4 separate regions of the Mus musculus genome follow, and all the other regions are linked to region 2. The links are chromatin contacts, called in public HiChIP or PLAC-seq and promoter capture Hi-C maps. All regions are on one chromosome and are shown on one strand. Each heading gives the region's core, a stretch centred on a gene start, on an enhancer-like site or on the middle of the called end of the contact. The rest is flanking DNA. Distances are from core to core; before and after follow the strand shown.

The links. Promoter capture Hi-C pulls out the DNA fragments that hold promoters and counts their contacts. HiChIP or PLAC-seq counts read pairs in DNA pulled down with a chosen protein or histone mark.
Region 1: a contact with region 2 is called in a promoter capture Hi-C map of hippocampal neurons, with 3 times the contacts expected there. The contact joins the enhancer-like site here to the promoter of Uso1 in region 2. A contact is called at or near these places in 6 of 39 promoter capture datasets (the 3T3-L1 cell line, 3T3-L1-derived adipocytes, the SN4741 cell line and 2 more), 2 of 484 Hi-C or Micro-C datasets (the STO cell line and embryonic stem cells) and 2 of 115 datasets of contacts at active chromatin or transcription factors (the NIH/3T3 cell line and bone marrow-derived macrophages).
Region 3: a contact with region 2 is called in an HNF4G HiChIP or PLAC-seq map of pancreatic cancer cells. The contact joins the enhancer-like site here to the promoter of Uso1 in region 2. A contact is called at or near these places in 2 of 39 promoter capture datasets (cranial neural crest and hippocampal neurons), 2 of 484 Hi-C or Micro-C datasets (both in embryonic stem cells), 3 of 115 datasets of contacts at active chromatin or transcription factors (astrocytes, embryonic basal ganglia and pancreatic cancer cells) and 1 of 9 other capture datasets (embryonic stem cells).
Region 4: a contact with region 2 is called in an HNF4G HiChIP or PLAC-seq map of pancreatic cancer cells. The contact joins the promoter of Areg here to the promoter of Uso1 in region 2. A contact is called at or near these places in 2 of 39 promoter capture datasets (the 3T3-L1 cell line and liver) and 1 of 115 datasets of contacts at active chromatin or transcription factors (pancreatic cancer cells).

What each region holds. Positions count from the first base shown.
Region 1 is chr5:91,305,524-91,311,123 of GRCm38.p6, forward strand. No RefSeq gene overlaps it. Among named protein-coding and RNA genes, the nearest start is that of Gm19619, 25 kb to the left of the region's middle. Within about 2 kb of position 2,593, at least 16 of the 459 cell types and tissues checked have an H3K27ac peak or open chromatin away from gene starts, as enhancers often do. A contact at or near this core is called in the STO cell line and hippocampal neurons, where this site is marked.
Region 2 is chr5:92,134,357-92,139,418 of GRCm38.p6, forward strand. Uso1 (USO1 vesicle docking factor) reads left to right here and starts at 3,582. Exons shown (of 24, transcript NM_019490.1): 1 at 3,582-3,807. The coding sequence starts at 3,742. It also overlaps a transcript of G3bp2 not described here.
Region 3 is chr5:91,531,017-91,536,348 of GRCm38.p6, forward strand. All of the region lies in intron 1 of Parm1 (prostate androgen-regulated mucin-like protein 1), which reads left to right. Among named protein-coding and RNA genes, the nearest start is that of Parm1, 16 kb to the left of the region's middle. Within about 2 kb of position 2,290, at least 16 of the 459 cell types and tissues checked have an H3K27ac peak or open chromatin away from gene starts, as enhancers often do. A contact at or near this core is called in pancreatic cancer cells, where this site is marked.
Region 4 is chr5:91,138,217-91,143,072 of GRCm38.p6, forward strand. It overlaps Areg (amphiregulin), which reads left to right and starts at 1,383. Exons shown (of 6, transcript NM_009704.4): 1 at 1,383-1,658; 2 at 2,682-2,909. The coding sequence starts at 1,598.

The DNA of each region.
Region 1 (5,600 bases), core at 1,343-3,842, 830 kb before region 2:
GCCTCACCTGCTCCTGAGGATTCATCATGGTCAATGGTTGATACAGAGAAAAGAATATTTTCTTCAGTGGTGTAGTCACAGGAAGTTGTCTAGGTTCCTGAAAATCAAGCATCACCCATGCTCTGATAAACCATCCTAATAAAGCATGCAAAGAAGACAGGAAAGATGGGGGGCACCTGCTTGGGAAGAAGGAGGAGCGACAGACACAGTCAGGAATAAGAGAGAGAAGCTGGGACAGACTTGATCAAAATAAATTACATACATGTATAAATACATCATAATGAAACTCATTTTAACGCATCATTAATAGATACTAATGCAAACATTGACAGGGATTGGAAGATGGTTCAGGGGTGAGAGTGCTTGCTGCACGTGCATGAGGACCTATGTTCCCATCCCCAGTAGCCAGCCACGTCAAAACCCAGGCATGGCTATGTTCTGCTATAATCCCAGCACCTAGGGAGAGGAAGGCAGGAAGAGAGATGAAGCTTTGCAGAGAGAAATAGAGAGAATCCCATACCTTACCCTGTCCTCCACACGTGTGCAGGTGTGGGCTCTTGTGTTCCCACATGCACAAACACTCTAACTCCATACACATAGAAAAGCATTTCTAAAAGTCAATTTAGTCTTTTTTCCAATGTAGTTCAATTATTCACCCTTCTGCCTTCCTTTTAGGCATATTAGCTTAGTCCTGAGTCACCACTGTCTTACAGATATACATCAGCACTTGGGATAGAGGAAAAATGATGAGAAAGCAAGTCCTGGTGGGTACAGAGAAGTTCAGAGCATGGGCTTGCCTTGAACGTTATCTTTAAATTGTTTAAAAAGAACAAGAATTAGATGCATTTCCTAAAGGTTGTATATGACACAGTAGAAAGATAAATCCCTAATCCACAACTTCAAGTCCAGCGACTAATATTATTTAAGTATGTAACATATAAAAGCATTTATTTATTTCTGCAAAGGCTAAAGTATGAGTAATTAATTAATAAGTCTAAGAGAAGTGGTGGAGGATTTCTTACATGTTAGGAACGCCCCAGGAGTACAGGGAATAAACCAATCATGGGTCCTGTTCTCATGGGACAGATGACCCAATGCCTAATAACGGCCAGGAAGAAAGATAAGACAGTATATGAAGAACAAGGGGCTGGAGAGGAATGTGTTGGCGTTTGCTAGACAAGTTGGTTTTCTCATTTGGAGTCTGAGTGTCCCCCCAAAGTCCCATGAGTTAAAGATTTGATTCCCAGGCCATGGGTGCGTTAAGAGAAAACAGTTAAAACAGGACTAGGTAGAGCTGTCCTCTGTCTCTTGCTCCAGTTGATCACCTCAGATTTTGCTGTGGCAGCTGTTTCCTGAGAAAGGAGCTTACTCGGGAAAGATAGCATCTGCTGGTCTCAGACTCACTGTGTAACTTAAGCCAGCAATCTTCCTGCCTCATCCTCTCCAGTAGCAGATGCAGGCACATGTGACCATGTCTAATTTATGCAAAATTCTGAACACATAATTTATGCAAAATTCTGAACACAAAATTCTTCTCATTTCCCTGTTGCGAGCTGGTTCTAACATCTATGCTTTGGCTTATCCCAGGAGAGCCAGCAGGGACACGAGAGAAGCTGAGAGGAGGAAGAAGGTTCCCACCTGTCTAGAGGCTCCAGACTCTAGGTCTGGTTAGAAGCTTGCTCACTGTTTTGGGAATCTGATTCTTCCAAAGCCCCAAGTCTTCCCCCTGGTGTAGGCAAAGGCTCCTGCAAGTGGACTCAGCTCTTGTCTCTGCCTCTTTGGCTTGCAGAATCTCCCATTCTTCTGAGTGACTGACTGGTAGAAGGGAGCCTGTTTCTGCCTATAGTCAGCCTCTTTCCACTCTCCAGGCATGGGCTACACAGCATCTGATTCACTCAGCCGAGGACCCCATCTCATAGATCTCTCAGTGGGCCTGACCTCCGTTTCTAGAGCAAGGTCGGAATGATAGACACTATTGTCTCCCCCAACCTCTAAGGGAAGGAAGATGAGACCTCAGAGAAAGTCCATTAGATTAGCCCTTCAAAGAATTCTGCTGGGCAATAACACATTCACACCTCACCTGCACCCTGCTCCCATCTATGACTTTAACAGTGAAACGGAATGGATCTTAATGCACCACCATTTTGCTCCCAATCTATGCCTCCAAATGGGAGGTCATCCTGGCATTCAATTGCAAATTTGGTACCAATTTGTATAGGTGCTTTGAGCATACCTGTAATTTAGCAGAAGTGGAGCATCTCCACGATGAGGAAGAGGTCTCCTCTCAGAATCTCTAGAGGCTGGATAGTCCCATCCTCCCGTTTGTCATTCATGATCTGTTTCTCTTTCCTTGATGCAGTCAGCTGCTATCAGTTTCTATCAACTGATTTACAGCCTTTAAGAAAAAAACAAAAAACAAAAGCAAAGCAACAACTAACCACAGGTGCATCCTAGAGAAAGCATCTGGGTTAAAGAATATTTCCACATTAGACAATTTACCTCCCGGTTGGTTCACCTGATGCCACTGTCCCTGTAATTAGCTGGGATCATTGCACCCTCTTGTGGTGATTTCTAAGTGCTGCAGAACAGGATCCCATGAACTTCCACAATTCACTCTTCAGATTGCTGATTCATTGTGGTTTTGAATGGCATTAACTCTTAGCTACCCTGTGATCCAAGGAATTTCAGCCAACACTTTGCCTGAAACTAATCTGAAAATCCCATGTCAATAGCAAAAATTCTAGATTTTTACTATTTCTTGCTGCTGGCAGATTAACACAATAAGTAATTCTTTCTCAAAACTAATTATCTCACCTGTTTTTAATGAAACCCTTGCTTTTAGATAATTATAAGCTAAGCTGCACCCATAGAAAATGACACAGAGATTCTGTGTGCTCTTTTCCCATAGCTGCAAAAGAAAACATTTTGCAAAGCTTCAGTACCACATTAAACCCAAGACAATGATGAAGGATGAAGATGCAGGAAGCTCATACCATTGAGACCTCATCATAGCCTCCACCTTTCCCCTCTGCATGCACCTCATAGCCTCCTGCTTCTGCCTAATTTTTTCTCACCTGGCAATCATTTATCTTCTCTACTTGTCTCTAATTTTGTTATTTCAAGAATGTTATCGTAAAATGGAACTGTGTGCAATCTTCTGAGATTGGCTTTCGTCCAAGCTGTTGTGTGTAACAGTTCATTGCTTCTCATCACTGAGTGGTGTCCCACGATGTGGGTGTACTGGCATTTATTTTACCACGTTCTTGGTGACGGACATCTGGATTGTCTCAAAGCTGTTGGAAACACTGGTGCGTAGGGTGTTAGAGGGACATATGTTTTTAAGAGGACATGTCCATGAAAGCAATTGCTGTTTGTCACAGCAGGTGCATATTTAGCTTCCAGAGCAGCTATTGACGTTGTATTACCTCTCCACTAGTATGCCTATGCTTTCTTCCTTGCCCCTGGTGCTGATAAGGAAAGGGTAGAGATGGTACTACCACCCCCTCAGCCAAAGAAGGCATGGAAAAGATCAGCCATAGTGCTATCTCAGTAGAAATCAGGAGAGCAGTGATGTTGGATGCTGATGCTGTAACGGCTGCACTTACAAAGAAGTCTAGACCTGTGACCCGGAAAAAACTACTCAAGGTGCTATAACTTCTGCCCATGGGGACAAATCAGCAGCATCACTTCTGATGCAGTGACTTAGGTTGGAAGAAAGGACATCACCATAGCACCAGCCTTGATCTTTCCAGTTGTAAAGGTTTTAGACAATGCTGTAGCCATTACAATGGGAGAACAATAAATATTGAATAGAGGTGGGGAAGTAACAAAGTAACAAAAAGTGATGTTACCGTTGCAAAGACAATAGATATAAAGGATACATATTTGCACTAAACAAATGAGGAGAGGGCATCTTAACCCTGCACTTTGTTAGCAGCAATCCAAAATGATGCAGGCACAGTGAATGTCTCAAAGCCATAGAAATAGAATTGGCATGAAAAGACAAATCTCAATTCTGTGAGTATTTATTTATATAGGGAGGCACGGACTGATGTGTGTTCTCCCATACATTCTCAGAATGTCACCAGAAGGCAGAAGCTACCCTACCGTCCACCAACACAGGAACAGATGAACTGAATGTGAGATATGGATATGGTAGAACATTACTAAATCTTTAGAAGAGAATTTGACAACCTGGACAGATCTGGGGGGCTCTGTGTTATGTGAAGCAAGGAAATCGCCAATTGGTACTTAGAATTCCACTCATGTGAACAGAGCAGTCAGCTTCACAGAGAGCAGAGTGGTGGTGGCCAGGATCTTGGGTAGGGAGCGAGGGGAATCACTGTGTAATGGACTCAGAGTACTATTTTTGCTGGATGGAAAGAGCTAGTGGAGTAGAGTGCTGGATCATAGAGAGATAAGAAGCTAGCAGCATTTAACATCATTGACCAAATGTAAATATAGTGAAAATAACAAATTTTGTATCATATGTATTTTACTACAATAAAATGAGAAAATCAGATATATTTGCATGTGGTTTTCCAAGGTTTGCAGCTTGCTCTGTTCATCTTTGTGTTCTTCCCCTTGTTAGTGCTGTGTGGATGGTCAACTGAACCTACACAATACTGTGTGAAGTCAGCACAATGACTTTCCCTTGAATTTCCTTCTTTGAGATAATTTTAAATATTCCAGTGGGGGATTATTTTTTTTTCTTGCCTCCCTATATAAATTCTAGAATGCTCTCATCAATGTGTACCAAAAAGGATCTTTCTGAGTTGTGGCAAGAATTATATTAAATCTTGACATCAATTTTGAGAAAACTGCCATATTCACTCATCATCCAAGAGGCTTCCTCCGGCAGCAGGTGGAAACAGATGCAGGGACCTATAGGCAGACATCAAGAGGAGGGTCTAGATGGGATGTCGCCATAAATCCCTCCCTTCAATTCTGCAGAAGAGGAGGTGGAAAGACTGTAAGAGCCAGAGGGGACAGACACCAGGAGAACAAGGCCCGCTGAATCAACTAAGCGAAGTGTATATGAGCTCACAGCAATGGAAGCAGAAGGCCCAGGGCCAGCATGCATCTGCACCACGTCTTCTGCATATACATTATAACTGTTAGCTTGGTGTTTGTATGGGACTCCCGTGTGTGAGGATGAGTGGGCCTCTCATACTTGTGTCTACTACTCAAATTCTTCTCCTTCACTTGGGCTGACTTACTCAACTTCCACATGAAGATCTTTGCCTTATCTTATTATATTTTACTTTTTCACATTAAAAAGAAATTTAAAAGCCTTGACATTAGTTTTGAGAAAATTGCCATCGGTGTTCTCTAGAGCCTTACAATCCATGAGGCTGCAGTTTCTTCATTTACCTGGATCTTCTCCACTTTCTGGGTCAGCATTTTATAGTGTTATGTATATAATGCCTGTGTGTTTTATTAGAGAGTTATGATCTTGGGGAGTCATAAGTGTAGCTTCACACACTACCTTGGTTGTCAGTGGGACTCTACCCTGCCCTGCTTGTCTGAGGGGGAGTGTGGCTGTTGTCTGAAAGTACTGTGTTGTTCAGCTGCCCACCTCCTGCCCCTTTGGGGAGAGC
Region 2 (5,062 bases), core at 2,332-4,831:
ACTGACATCTGCAGCCCAGGAGGGTTCTTTGATGCAAAGCAGTCTGAACACAGCCTAGCAGAAAACGGTAAAGTACTTGACATTGCTATTGATTAGTCCTGACCTTTGACCCCGCAGCCTCAACATCAACTTATTTTGTTGTATATCGGTGGGTTGACTGCATAGTAACAAACAGTCTAATTAACGGTGTTTTGAGACACTGCTTTTCCAGTAGGAGTGCTTCCAAAACCTGCATATGATGTGTTTCAAACGCAGATGATGACTGTGGCTCTCAAACTATGGGTCAAGTCCCCTTTCGGAGTCAACCAACCTTTTCACGGGTGTGTGTGCGTGTGTCATATTATCAAATATCCTGAATATCAGATATTTACAATTCATAACAGTAGCAAAATTACAGTTATGAAGTAGTATCAAAAATAATTCTATGGTTGGGGGAGAGGTCACCACAACCCAAGGAACTATAGTAAAAGGTCTCAGCATGTGGAAGGTTGAGAAGCTCTGCTCTAAGGCATAGACAATTCCTTGCCTCCAAGCTATAAAACAATCATATGCTATGATGCATATTCTTTTTTAAGATTTATTTATTATTATACATAAGTGCACTGCAGCTGTCTTCAGATGCACCAGAAGAGGGCATCAGACCTCATTACGAGTAGTTATGAGCCACCATGTGGTTGCTGGGGTTTGAACTCAGGACCTCTGGAAGAGCAGTCAGTGCTCTTAACCTCTGAGCCATCTCTCCAGCCCTCTGATGCTCATGCTTTTTGCTGAGTTTTCAAGCAGAAAAAGAGGCTTGACAAGCCCAGCCACTGAAGGAAATTGGTTTTAACAACAACAACAAAACAAAATGGATTGCAAAATAATTAATTTTAGTAGATGCTCTTGGTCAGTTTTAGTTTAGGAAATGGGAAATTACTCTCATCAACTCGGAGTTTCTGATTGTGGAAATGTTACTAAACCCACACACCATTTACGGTACCATCCCGGAATCCTTCCAAGAGTCAGTTACAACTTTCTCCTGTCTTCTCTTGCTTCCACAAGTGGTTCTTCAGCAACTACCATGTTCTTGACTTCTGCCACACGGCTTGAGAGCACAAGCAGGAAGACATTGTCCTTAACTCTTTCTAGACATCAAAGTGTTGATGGAGTAATACGTAACCCTCTTCTTAAATAAGGAGTCACTTCATGGCTGCTCCCTGCTTGGGTTCCCTCAGATCCTTCCTGGGGCATAAATAAGAGTTTATACTTTATCTGCCTCTTTTTAGACCTCAAAACTCAAGTGAGCAGAACAGAACGGAGATTGTGAGACCAGGGAATGTGGTGGGTCACCCTCATCATTTCTGCACTCAACTGGCCGTCCCTTAGTCCTTCCCTCTGCCCTTCCTTCTTTCCATCTCTCAGTCCTTCCTGCCCACAGTCCTGTCCTTCCTGCCCAGGACCCAATGTTAGGGAATAAAACAGGTCAAATGATGGACACCTCCTCGTAAGTCATGACTACTGTGTCCAACAAAGTTTAAAACAAGGTATTTCAACGAGGTTTGTCCCTTAAAACAATTTTGTAACAATGTCAAGGTCCTGTGTTCCATTACCAAACAACAGAGATGTCTCCAAGCCCCCTCAGATCGTACCAGAGCCTCATCCCTTAAGGTAGGACAGTGAGACTTGGGGAAGAGGAGAGGTCAGGCTCAGGGCAAGGTGAGAATGCTAGGTGAGGGTCTTAGCAGGCTTTCCTTGGTCACTGGTGACAATTTAATGGTTACATTTTTTAGGATGCAACAAAATGCCTCCACGGAAAATGTCTAAAGCAAAATGTCAAGCAGAGGACAATAGTGGCACACAGTATTCCTGGCAATAGTATCCCACCATGCTCTGTGTCCAGGCTTACGACCTTGGGACTATCTATCACTACGGCCTGCATGGTGTGTGTTCTGTCATTCACGGGCAGAACAGATCGTCTCTCTTAGCATACTAGTCACATGTTCATTCAACAATTTATTCACCTATCCATCAAAATCACTCCATGATTAGTAAATACACTAGCAACTGATTTACAAATGGCCGGGTCATCAGATTTGGCTTATCAAGTTTGAATTCAGTGTCGGCGGCAAAGTGACAGCGCAAAGAATCTGCATCTTGATTTCAAGGTACTCTCTCCTGAGACGCTGAAGTGGAGGCTTAAGGAACTAGCAGGAATCTGCCCCACAAAGAGGGAAAGGGCATACTAAAGCAAGAGAAACATGTTGAGTATTTGAGGGACACTGGCGCTTCAACCCTAACAGGTGTGTCTGCCAAACTAAGGAGTTTGGATGTCATTATATAAACCGGGGAACCACTGGAGGATTCTAACAAGAGGACTGACATACTTCCTCTTGGGCTCACCCAAGGGTGTACTGTGGGAAGCCAGGGCTGGATGTAGACAAACTAGTTAGGAGCCTACTGCTGTAATCTCAGTGTGGAAGAATCTGAGAAATATTCCTGCACACCATACACTCAACATTGGACAGGTGAAGGAGGAAAGCCGGAGTCTTCGGATTCCTCCTTACAGACTAGGGGATTATTTGGGTAGAGGTACTACTGAGCACGCTAGGGCACACCGTGGAAGCATACTGATTTCTTTTTAGAGGGAGTCTGGGGGAGACATAGGTCTTAATCGTCACATCTGAGACCTATGGGGAATTGAAACCAAGAGAGGCATGAGTCAGTTGGTTTACTAGACTCCCTTTCAGAGTCAAGAAATTTGCAAAACCATGTGTACCTGGCAGCCTCATTTGGAAAGAACAAGTATAGCGATTTGGAAATATGACATTCTGCTTGCTAAAACCATTGAAAACGTAGAAATTAAGAATTAATTTTAAAAAGGGGGGCATTATGCTACCAAAATGACACAATGGAACAATTTATTTCCAACCTCTTATTAGAGATAAACGAAGGGGGTTACTTCTCACACTTGAAAATGAGCGGAGAACCTGGTGTTTAGATCAAGGAATTCTTTTTAGCGGGGCTGAGGAGCAAGAACTTAGAAACGCGCCCTCGAGTGGTAGTGGAATGAGGGGTCTCTAGCACCCCCTTTACCACCAAACAAAGCCCTGGGTAGAAATGCAATTTGCGAGGATCAAAAGGCCACCTCGCTCGTACCGCTTAACCGAAAGAACCATACGAATCTTCCAGGGGACAGGACACCCTTCTCCCCCTTACCTGTCACGCCGGCCAAAGGAAAATTTCACTTTCGACTCAACAAAAATAAACCCTCAGGTTTGACAGCTTGCAGTCCGTCCCGCTCTCGGCGACAAAACACCTACCAGCCGATGCTCCTAGTCTAATCAGAGCCTCGGGAGCCGACTGGGCAGGGCTGCGACCACGTGGGTGACCGCGGCCAGCAGCAGCAAGCAGCGCAAGGAGGAGGAGGGGGCGTGCCCAAGTGGTGGGAGGCCTGCTGGTAGGCGTGGCCTGTGGGGCCGGGCAGGTGGGCGTGGCCTGCGGCCCGGGGCTCCCTCCTCTCCCCTTTTGCCTTCGCCCTTCGAGCCGCCACGTAACGCCACGTCCCCGCGCATGCGCACCGCGGCTGGTGTCCGCGGCTGTTTCCGGGCTCGGGGGGCCGGAGAGGCTGCTGAGTAGGAGGCGGCGGTGGCGGAGGCCGGGGAGTGCGGAGAGCCGGCTCGGGGGCTAGGCCCTACGGGGGGCGGGGGGCGGTCGTGTTTTCTTTGGCAGAGGGGCTGGTGAAGCCGGCGGCTGAGCGACAAGATGAATTTCCTCCGTGGGGTGATGGGGGGTCAGAGTGCCGGACCCCAGCACACTGAAGCCGAGACGGTGAGCGCAGCGTCGCCGGGCCGGGCTGGGGCCGGGCTGGGTGGGTGAGATCGGGGCGTCTACGCCGCTCCCGTCGCCTGCCTTCTTTCCTTCCCCCTGCTCGGACGCGCGAGCTCCCCACGCGGCGGTGCAGCCCGGGCCGTGGTGACAGGAGGGCTTCGGGGACCCGGCACGGCGACGGACCGCGCGGCCCCTCCCTCCTTCCCTTTAACCTGTCGGCCGGCCAGCCTCGGTGCCGGCTGAAACCCGGCTCTACGGGGCTGGAAGGAAGTTAAGACCCAGCTGTTGGCGAAGGCTTGTGGCTAAGAATAAAACGATATTCTTGGGGCACAATGCCACCTGTTCCTGCCCCATCAGCTGTAAGAATGGGCGTTTGCCTAGGGTTGGTGGTTCAGACCCTACTTTTCAGGTTCACCCAAATGTGTCATGGGGCAATACTTACTCCTCTTGCACGCTGTAGTGATCTGCGCGCTAACCACTCTAGGGACTCTTCTGCTCTATTGGTGACATGATTTGTTAATGTTTTTCTTTTTTAATTATTAAGACATGGAAAACCGGCATTTGATTTTATGTTTAGGATACACTTCCTGGGAAGTTTGCAGAGCCAATTGGAAACTGCTGTGGATGGCTTACCTGAGAAAAATGAATTTAGATATACAGAAAAAAAAAAAAACCGCGTGTGACATTTTAAAGACAAACTTTGGGTAGTTGTCATAGCTCTGTTTTGTGGATTCAGAAGGGTCATAAAATAGGACCTGCAAGATAGGATGGAGTCTTTACTAATGAAGAGAGAATTAAAGTAACTTGACCAGAATCTTGGAGCTAGAATTTACTACGGGGGAAACTAAGAAACTAAGCTTTCTGCTAAGCTTAGACTTGATTGCTGATCCCGGGTTTCAGTTGTTAGCTGGCCCTTTTGGAAATAAGATTACCCACATTAATTAAGTTAGGATTACGTTAACTAACGAATGTAGTGTACTAATGTAGTTAGTGTAGTTTACGCATGTAGTTAGTACTGAGGGAGATGGAGGAGGCCTAGGACTGAATCCAGGGCCTGATTACATGGAGGGCAAGCATTCTGCCACTGAGCCAGACTTCCCACCAGGTTACAACGGAGCTGAAGGCTGTCACATGTGTTGTTTTTGAAAATCAGATCTCCTCTTCCCCCAATACCTGGCTTCCCTTGTTCCTCCCCACATGGCAACAAGGCTGCTGTTATTGGAAAGCCAGGGACTTTAGCTCACCACAGTCACAG
Region 3 (5,332 bases), core at 1,040-3,539, 600 kb before region 2:
GATAGTGAATATCATGGGAAGTCAGAAAGCAGCAGACAACAGGAGTGTCGGCAGAATCAACAGCCTGGTTTCTCCAATAAATAGATTATTGGGAATAAAAGAAAGAGGTTGAGAGGGAGATGTGCAGGGAGAAGAGAAGTCTGTAAGACTAAACAGAGAAGTATGACTGGGGCAGCCAATTCCACCTGTGTGACTTATTCAGATTTGGAAGCAATCAAATCTCTAAAATTAAATCATGAAGATTAGGACACTATTGTGAAAGAGAACACTTACTTGCTGTTTAACGAGGCTAAAGTTTTGTTTAGTTTAACCATGATAATAATTGTTGGAAAACATTGTTTTCCAACAACCTTATCATAGTTGCAGAAGAAATGCTGTTGTTCTTAAGATTTGCTTCAAAATAATATGGGAGTAGAAAAATAGGTTGTGATAATTATAAGAAGAAATGGTGGCCAATTAGTGATTGTTGAAATTATGTAAAGGTTACGGAGGGATTCATTACAGTCTTCCATTTGGTAGATGATTAAATTCTTGTTAGAAAAAGGTTTTAGACAGGATCTCCATCCTAACCCAAAGCCTATAGCCAACTGACAATCACTTGCAAAGTAAAATAAAATAAAATAAGGCATCTCACTGGGTATATAATCCACACTAACAGGCCCCATGCCCAGCAGGCGTTGGCCAAGACAAAATGAACTCAATAGTACCTTTAGAGATATGTTTTGTCTCATAGTGCTTTGTTTGGGCCTTTTTTTTTAACATTATAGATCTTTTCTTATATGCTACGGCTTTTATGTTTTTATGGGATTTCTATGTGTGTATTTCTGTGTCCGTATGTGTTTGGTTCTTTTGTTGTTGTTGTTTTGTTTGTTTTTTGGTTTTGGTTTTTTTTAGTTGCTTGTTTGTTTTCTAATAAGAGAGATAGATAGGAAGGGTACATATTTGAGTGCATGGGAAAATGGGGGATTTCTTAGAGGAATTGGTGGTGTGGGGAGAAAATAACCAGAATATCTTATGTGAAAAAAACTATTTCCAATAAAAATTAAAATTATTTTTAAAAGAGCTCATAGAAAGGAGGTTTGCCAGGCCTCCCTGTTGGATACAGAGATAAGATCCACCCTTTTAACAAGTGACTTGGGATTCTTCTAGAGAACAAGGCAGTATGGGTAATCATGTCATGAAAGGCAAAGAAGCACATACATCATCCTTGGTGAATCAGTCTCTAGAAGGGAAGACCTGCTGAGTCCCTCCAGGACTCTGCTATTGCTACTGCCTCGTGCTGCACATCTCTCTCCACTGTTTTCTACTGACCAGAATTTGCCAACTTGAAAGCTCTCAGATTTCTTTGAGTTGCTTGAGTGTCTCAACCACTACAGAACAGATGCATGTCATAGCTTCATGCCCCTCCATTCCATGAACCCATGGGGCAAATGTTCAATGCTTGTCAAGTTGCACTAAAGAAACTGCAGCTCAGAGATGTGGAGTCCAAGATCTCACAGCTGGTTGTTGGCAGAAGGTAGACTCATGTTTTCATGTAAACATTAAATTCCCTGACTTCGAGGGTGGGAGGGAAGCCCTTCCAACCTTGCCCTTTCTCCTTCAGAGTGAGGTCTCAAAGGCTTATAGTCACTTATTTAAATGATATATTAACACAGATCAACAGAAAGACATTGTCCACTGCCACTCACAGGGATATAAATGATCACAGAGCATCGGCTTTCAGGAAAAGTAACACCTATATAGAGTAAACAGCCAATACATACAATATCATAAGCATCAAACATACAATGTCAATTGTGTGAATTTAGAGTTGCTCAAAGATGGGTACCCTACGGACCTAGAAGATACACACAAGACAGAGAGGAAGCTTGGCAGAGCCCAGTGGCCTGATGACACAGGAGCAAGCAAGATTTAGAAAGGAATTATAATTGCTTTGCAAAGATGCTTGCTATGTTTGCACAGTCACACCACCAGCACATTCTTAGGGAAGAAAATTCCACTCTGTCTAGTCGCGTGAACACAGCAAGGACTGTCTCCTGAAGACTCAACGAGTAGAGCTAGTGCTAACCTTTATGGGAATTTTTCGAGAAAAAGGCAGTCCAGGCAATCCTCTGAAAAAATACATTTGTTGGGGAAAGGGAAAAAAAAACGTTTAAGTTTTGTTTCTGTATAGGTGTGTATTCTTGTTTAAACACAAGATTGCTCTTGCAAACCACAGCTTAACCTTTGAAATGTATCATAAAAACAGCCTATAAACCAGCCTGAAATTCCGGCATGCATGTGAGTCAGGAGGGGAAAGTATTAAGGCTCCTTAGCTGCACACATAGTGAGTTGGGAACCAGTCCCGGGTGCGTGAGACTCAGTCTCAAAACAATAAAACGACAAACAGACAAAAATCAGTTGATGATATTGTTTTAAAAATACACAGTCATGTACATATCTCCAAGGTAAGTATAAATGATTCCTCCAAAACTAAAAATCAAACAAACCCTCCAGAATGTAGCAGGCCAGCAAATGACAGCTTTTGATAGCAAATTTCCTTATGGAGATGGAGGAAGGTGCCAAACCTAGTGGTTGTCATGGGTGGCCCCTCTCTCCTCAGCCTCACCAGCATCTGTGGTGTAAGGGATATATCAAAGGAGCTTTCCTTTCTGGGTTTTTAATGTCACTAAAAAAGACACTTTCCTCCTTTGAACTTGGGACACCAGAGATTTGTTCTGGTGTCACCAACTAAGACTAGAGTCATTCAGAAGGAAGTAGGCCCTCCTGGGGCACTGTCGTCTATTGTCTTCATTGTCCAGCAACAGAGGTTGCAAAAATCAGTCTGGTCCCTAAACATTACTCCCTGCAAACTCCTGGGAGCTTCTTGTCCCCCTGTCCATGCCAACCTGCCAAGCTTGGTATAAATATAAACTAGCTTATTGTCTTCGTTTCCTTGGGCTGTGTAATAAATTACCACAAAAAAATTGTATGGCTTTAAACAACAGCCATTTATTCCCTCACAGGTCTGAAAACTGGAAGCTGGAATCAAGGCTTCTGCTCTCTTGGAATCTTTCTTCCCCCTTCCAGCTTCTGATAGCTCGGGGTCTTACTTGGCCTATGCTTGCTTATTTATTTATTCCTCTTGATGGCAAAAGACTGAGGCTGTGTAGATCAGATATTTCTCCATCTCAATACAGTGGGGATTAAAAAACAGTATTTTTTTAATTTTTAAAAATTTTTTTAGGTATTTTCCTCATTTACATTTCCAATGCTATCCCAAAAGTCTCCCATACCCTCCCCTCCCCCACTCCCTTACCCACCCACTCCCACTTCTTGGCACTGGCATTCCCCTGTACTGAGGCATATAAAGTTTGCACGACCAATGGACCTCTCTTTCCACTGATGGCCGACTAGGTCATCTTCTGATTCATATGCAGCTAGAGACACGAGCTCCAGGGGGTACTGGTTAGTTCATATTGTTGTTCCACCTATAGGGTTGAAGATCCCTTTAGCTCCTTGGATACTTTCTCTAGCTCCTCCATTGGGGGCCCTGTGATCCATCCAATAGCTGACTGTGAGCATCCACTTCTGTGTTTGCTAGGCCCCTGCATAGTCTCACAAGAGACAGCTATATCAGGGTCCTTTCAGCGAAATCTTGCTAGTGTATGCAATGGTGTCTGAGTTTGGAAGCTGATTATGGGATTGATACCTGGATATGGTAATCTCTAGATGGTCCATCCTTTTGTCTCAGCTCCAAACTTTGTAACTCCTTCCATGGGTGTTTTGTTCCCAATTCTAAGAAGGGACAAAATGTCCACACTTTGGTCTTCGTTCTTCTTGAGTTTCATGTGCCTTGTATCTTATATCTTGTGTATCCTAAGTTTCTGGGCTAATATCCACTTATCAGTGAGTACATATCATGTGAGTTCTTTTGTGATTGGGTTACCTCACTCAGGAAGATACCCTCCAGGTCAATCCATTTGCCTAGGAATTTCATAAATTCATTCTTTTTAATAGCTGAGTAGTACTCCATTGTGTAAATGTGCCAAATTTTCTGTATCCATTCCTCTTTTGAGGGGCATCTGGGTTCTTTCCAGCTTCTGGCTATTACAAGGAGATACCCTACCTAGTTCCTGACCATTAAATAACAGTAGCACACTATGCATTGTGTTGGACAAAAGGAAAACTAGGAAAAAGGACAAGGAAGGAAATACACATTTCTAAAATATGAGGCTCACTGGAAACAAGCAGTCTAAATTAATCAGGTTCTCAATGCCTTCCACTCCAACTCCAGATAGAATAGAGTGTACTAAACCAATAGCAGCTTTGATTGGCAGGCCAGCCTGCCACGTGTGAGAGGCTATAAGGTGGTTCTAGAACTTTCTGATGTGGACAAGGCAATAGCAATAGTGTGTGTGCTATTTTGGGTGGCCATGGGAAATTCTCAGCATCCTTTTACTTCTTCCCTAGGCTTTTAATACTGTATAGCTGAGAGAGGGGCCACAGGGGATGAAATTCGCCCCTACTTGTTCTCAGTGATGCTCACTGCCCTGTGAAAACAGGGAACCTGCACTCCGTGTGGGACAAGAAAGCATCCCTTTCTCAGCTCTGCACAGTGCAGCGTGAGATGTGGGAATATGAGAGCCATGAGAAGCCTCTCTGGAAAATGCACAAGTTGTTACACTTGAGGAGATTGGGTGTCTGTTTGTCATTGTGAAGGTTTGGTGTGTGTGTGTGTGTGGGTGTGTGTGTGTGTGTGTGTGTGTGTGAGTGTGTATGCCTGTGAAAGTATATATGTGTGCACTGTGCACATGTATGTGCCTGTGTGTGTCTGTATGTGAATGTGTAGGTATGTGGCCCTATGTGGGGGTAGGGGGGAGTTTGATATGTATGATGTAATACATTTCTTCTGTTTTCCTCCTTACTAAAATAATTAGAATTTTCTAAGGACTCTCGAGTAACATAAGATGTCTCATTAGAGAAAATTAATATTCAAATGATCCACGTATTTCCAGAGAATCTAAAATTTACTTTCCCTCCCACAGACAAGTAAAATAGTTTATACTATAAGACCCATAATCATATGTCTCTTTTCTGAGTAATAACCACAAACAGAAATATTTATTTGGTTCTGAACCTACATACTTGAGGACCTTTTTTAATTACAGCTATTCAGAATGAAAATTAGCACTTGAAAGTCCTTTCTCTGGAAAAATATAATTTTATCCATAGAAGATTTAATGACTTACGCTATTGGCTTATGTAGGTAAGAGAAGAGAGGGATCAAGTCCTGAGTCTATAAACAAATCTCTTTGATGAGAACCAGGTTCACGCAGAGATAAGAAGGTGC
Region 4 (4,856 bases), core at 133-2,632, 1.0 Mb before region 2:
TTTTTTTTTTTTTTTTTAATATTTTTTATTATTACCTATTTTCCTCAATTACATTTAGAATGCTATCCCAAAAGTCCCCCATACCCTCCCCCCCCCATTTCCCTACCCACCCATTCCCATTTTTTTGGCCCTGGCGTTCCCCTGTATTGGGGCATATAAAGTTTGCGTGTCCTGAGCTACTAGAGCATGAGAGTTCGGGGAAGTAACTGCCCTCACTTCCTTTGCAGCTAAATATGCCCCCAGTGGGGTTCGGTTCCCTCTCCTCTCCTCCCCTCTCCCCTCCCCTCCCCTCCCCTCCCCTCCCCTCCCTTCCCCTCCCCTCCCCTCTCCTTTCTCTCTCCTCTCCTTTCTCTCTCTCTCTCTCTCTCTCTCTCTCTCTCTCTCTCTCTCTCTCTCTCTCTCACACACACACACACACACACACACCAGTCTTTCTGCTAGCCCAAATAGCCCCTCACATTTGCTCTGTTGCCTGGGTGGGCCTGGAAGTTCCTCTAGCCTGGGTGCTGGAGTCGCAGATGTGTCCCCATTAGGGCTCTCTCTCAGGCTGGAAATGAGGGCCTCCCTGGATTCTTCCAATTTGAACACCTAAATCATCTTGACAACTTTCCTTTTCTATGAAACTTTCTTCTGCCCAGCAACCCTCTTCTTAAAGGTCAGTTTAGCCCTCAATCTCTTTATCAGAGCTGCAAGGGGCAGATTTCAGTGACAAACTAATTTGAATCAAATCTACATAATGTGTGTTTGAGTTAATTCATTTTTTTCTGCTTTTTACATCTGTCTTTTATTGGTTTGTAAAATAGGGGAGCACACTTATCCCCAGCAACTTATTATTGGTCTCATGATACAGCTCAGGTTAACTTCTCCCTGTAACCTCTACTTCAGTCTCCCTAAGTGCCACTGTCTGGCCACGCCCAGCTAAAACCTTAAGTGTAATTCGAGTAGAAAGACCAGCAAATACTGCAGAGAGGAAGGCCGCAGGGAGGGTGTCTGATTGATAACTAGGTTATTAGGAGTCCTTTAGCGCTTCGTTTATCCTCCTCAAAGTCTTCGGGCTAACATCACTAAGCCACAGTTGCTCTGAAAGCTCCACAAACATCCTAAAATGGGACTTTGGTACTTAATGTCCCGGCCTGCTGTCCTGTTAATGTATATGCAAAGAGTTTCTTTGGGCTGTCAGCTCCTCAGCACCACTCTAACTTAAAACACAACGCGAGTGGGAAAGTTTCTCCCCGCGTAATCAGGGCTCGATCCCCACTTCCTCCCGCGTCAGCTGGGTTTTTGGAGTAGTAACCTCCCGCCTCCACCCAGGGCTGGTCCGTGACGTCACGGGCGGTGGCTCCAGCGGGTCTATAAAAGCAGCAGGTGCTCGCCGCACCCTGGATCCCGCTTCCTTCGCTCCCTTCTGACCCGCGGCCACCGCCCGGACATCTCCAGCTGAGCCTGAGGCGCTGGCCGCTCCAGCCGTCCGGAGCCCGGCGGGCTGGGCTTCCCTGCGCCGGTGCTCGCCCGCTGCTCCGTGGTTCCGCTGCTCCCGCCGCCCGGAGCCGCTGTCGTGTTGCTGCAGAGACCGAGACGCTGCCGGCCGGTGGAACCAATGAGAACTCCGCTGCTACCGCTGGCGCGCTCAGTGCTGTTGCTGCTGGTCTTAGGCTCAGGTGAGCATCCGCCACCTCTCAGGTTGTTGCCCCTTGAATGCTGCTGCCTCTTGACATTCCCCAAACGTCAGGGAGCAGATCCCCTTAGCTCATACCCCTGAAATTGCTCATGCTAGGAGGGTGAGAGAAGCAGACGAAGTCTCTAGCATGACCCAAGGTCTCTAGCATGACCCAAGGACCAGCTGATGGAAACCTAAGAGGTCATTTTAGCCCACCCTTTTCTTTGATAACTAAGGAAACTGAGGTCCAGGCAGGTGAAGTAGTTTCTACAAAAGTAGTTAATCCAGGAGGATTTGAAGGAGGGCTCTTTGCCTTCTGTCTCCATTCTTCTGTCTAGTGATTTTATTTTTCCCTCTCCAAAGCAGACTCAAAGTGTTCAGAGGTTGAAAGCATCGCTGCCAAATGCTGTCTTGATATTAAAAAAAAAAAAAAGAATTAAAATGAAATCAAGGACTGAAGCTCAGGACTCCTCCAAGGGGTTACCCGGCTCTGAACCTTTTCTCTGTGTGATAATAATAGATAAAGACGGTAAAAACCGTTGCTCTTTGCCACTATTGGCACTACCTTTTGCATCTTATGTACAGATTCAATGGCTGTAAACAAGAGTTAAAATGTATCAGTACCGGTCAAAAGATGGCAGGAAAGCTTTGGAAAAGCGCACCCAAGTTAGACCCGAAGGGTGTAGGCCACTTAGACATTGCGGGTTACGTGATTCTGGGGGCATTGCCTTGGCAGGACTTATCCAATTGTGGAAATTAATGTAGGCGATCTGGAAAAGAAAACCCAGATAAAAGAAACTCAGTAATTTGGGCAACTGAGTTTGCTTCTTGGCAGACTGGGAAGTTGCTTCTATGAGCGACTCAGTCAAACAAAACAAAACAAACAAAAAACAAATCCCAACACCCAATAGCACACATGCAGTAACTGTTTGATATGAGGAGACACACATGTCTACACAGCAATGCTCACTTACTGAGACAGAAGTATCCGACTCATCTCTTCTTATTCTCTCCGTCCCTGCAGGCCATTATGCAGCTGCTTTGGAGCTCAATGACCCCAGCTCAGGGAAAGGCGAATCGCTTTCTGGGGACCACAGTGCCGGTGGACTTGAGCTTTCTGTGGGAAGAGAGGTTTCCACCATAAGCGAAATGCCTTCTGGCAGTGAACTCTCCACAGGGGACTACGACTACTCAGAGGAGTATGATAATGAACCACAAATATCCGGCTATATTATAGATGATTCAGTCAGAGGTGAGTGGAGGGCACAAGGAAAGCGTTGTCTGTGAGATGCGGGTTTTACCTCTGCAAAGTGGCTTCAGAAGGGAGATGGCTCAGTTTTCTAAAGGCTTTGTAGGCGTGGCTATTGCGAGTCCTCAGAGCCACGTGGAGGTTGCATCCTGAAAGTCCAAGGCATTCATCAAAACCTCATGTGCATGTTTAATGTTTGCAACTCTGGTACATAGACATAACTGTGCTCATTTTACACAAGAATTGAAGCTCAGAAAGGTTGTGTGCCGCCCCCCTACCCCCTTTCCCGCCTCTGGGAACAAGCAACTGAGTCAGATTCAGAACCTCAATCTGTTTGACTCCTGGGATGATGGTCTTTTCCAATATGCGACATGACCTCCATTCTGGGAGCATAGGTCGTCATTAACCATTCCTGTGAGCCTTGTAGCTCAACATTTGTGTCCCCTCCCCCACACTACCTGACTTAAAATAACTGCATTCTAACACAAATAAGGGGTCAGAAGGAATAATGACGAACCCTAGAAATGTTAAAGATGTATGTGTGGATTTTATTTTTATCCAAACTACTGATCCCTGGTTTGGTTGTTTTTTTGTTTTGTTTTTTCTCTCCTATCAGACAGATGTTTTTTTTTTTTTTTTTAAATAACGTTTTTTGTTTTTGTTTGTTTGTTTGTTTTGTTTTGTTTTTTGAGAGATAAAAGCTCACCACTCTCATTTTACTTTGTCATTTGGAGAGAAGAGGCCATTGATAAGTCAGATCTTGGAGGCAGGGCGAGGTGATATCAGAGTTCATTAAGGTCTCTTAAGACTTCCCTAGCAGCTTCCCTGACTCCTCCTCCTCCTCCAATGGAGTCTCCCAGAGGGGAGGAGGAATGAAGGAGGGACAGAGGCAGAGACAGGGATAAACCTCCCTTGGTGAGCATTCTATGACAATACCTTGCTTCTCAATCTTTTTTTTTTTCAATTTATTTATTTATTTTTTAATATTTGTAGTAGGAAAGGGGATTAGGTTGGACCATCAAGGCGTCCGGCAGCCTGTTAAAGGTGTGTTAAGTTACTAACAGTTCTGGAGGTCAACTTCTGGAGCGAGCAAGAGGCTAGCACCTAGAAAGAACTGCGGTGACACATGTACAAAGCTGAGACAGTTGCTGGAGCTCTTTTGGAAGGCTGTTTGCTTAAAATACCCAGAGGTATCTTGTCTGTCGAAACACTTCAGCACAGTGACTATTATTTGGCTTAGACTTCTAATCTATCTGATAAAATGTAGTGATAATTCATTTAAGACAATTCCCCTAGAGGGCTTACTCTAACTTGCACTTTATAATGATCAAAAGAACTTTTCTGTCGAAACACTGCATGGCCACGTATTTAACAGTACTTCTAATTTAGCTTTTGTTAATTCTCTTAAAGTCAACTCCTAAAACATTCCTAATAGTTATCCTTTTCTTAAGACAGAGGCCCTGCCTTTGACACCCCTGTAAGCCTTCTATTAACACGTCTCTTGTGTTCTGTGCAACGGGTGCTTGCAAACCCTTTGGGACTAGTGGTGTTTTCCCTTCTTGGGGTCTCTGTTTGCTAAATGCTTTGTCATACACTTCTAGTCAAGGACCAGCACAACAAAATGCACCTTCCCTTTCCTGCCTTTAGCATGTAATTAGCCACACCTTTCGTAGTCCTAAGACTCCAGAGCTGATAAGTTGAGGTGACAGTCTGAGGCATCAGGGACAAATATTTCCACGCTATTTTAAATAGATTGAACACAACAGCGAGCCCCCCACCCCGCTGGAAGGTATTTGTCGTTGTTATTATTAATAATAATGATGACTAATAATAATAATAATAATAAATACTTTCCAGCTTTCTCCACCTCAAGCGGTACCCACTAACTTCCAACTTAAGACAGGGAGCCTGAGACGTGTGTGGGCAAGTAAAATCAGATTTGTCTCACAC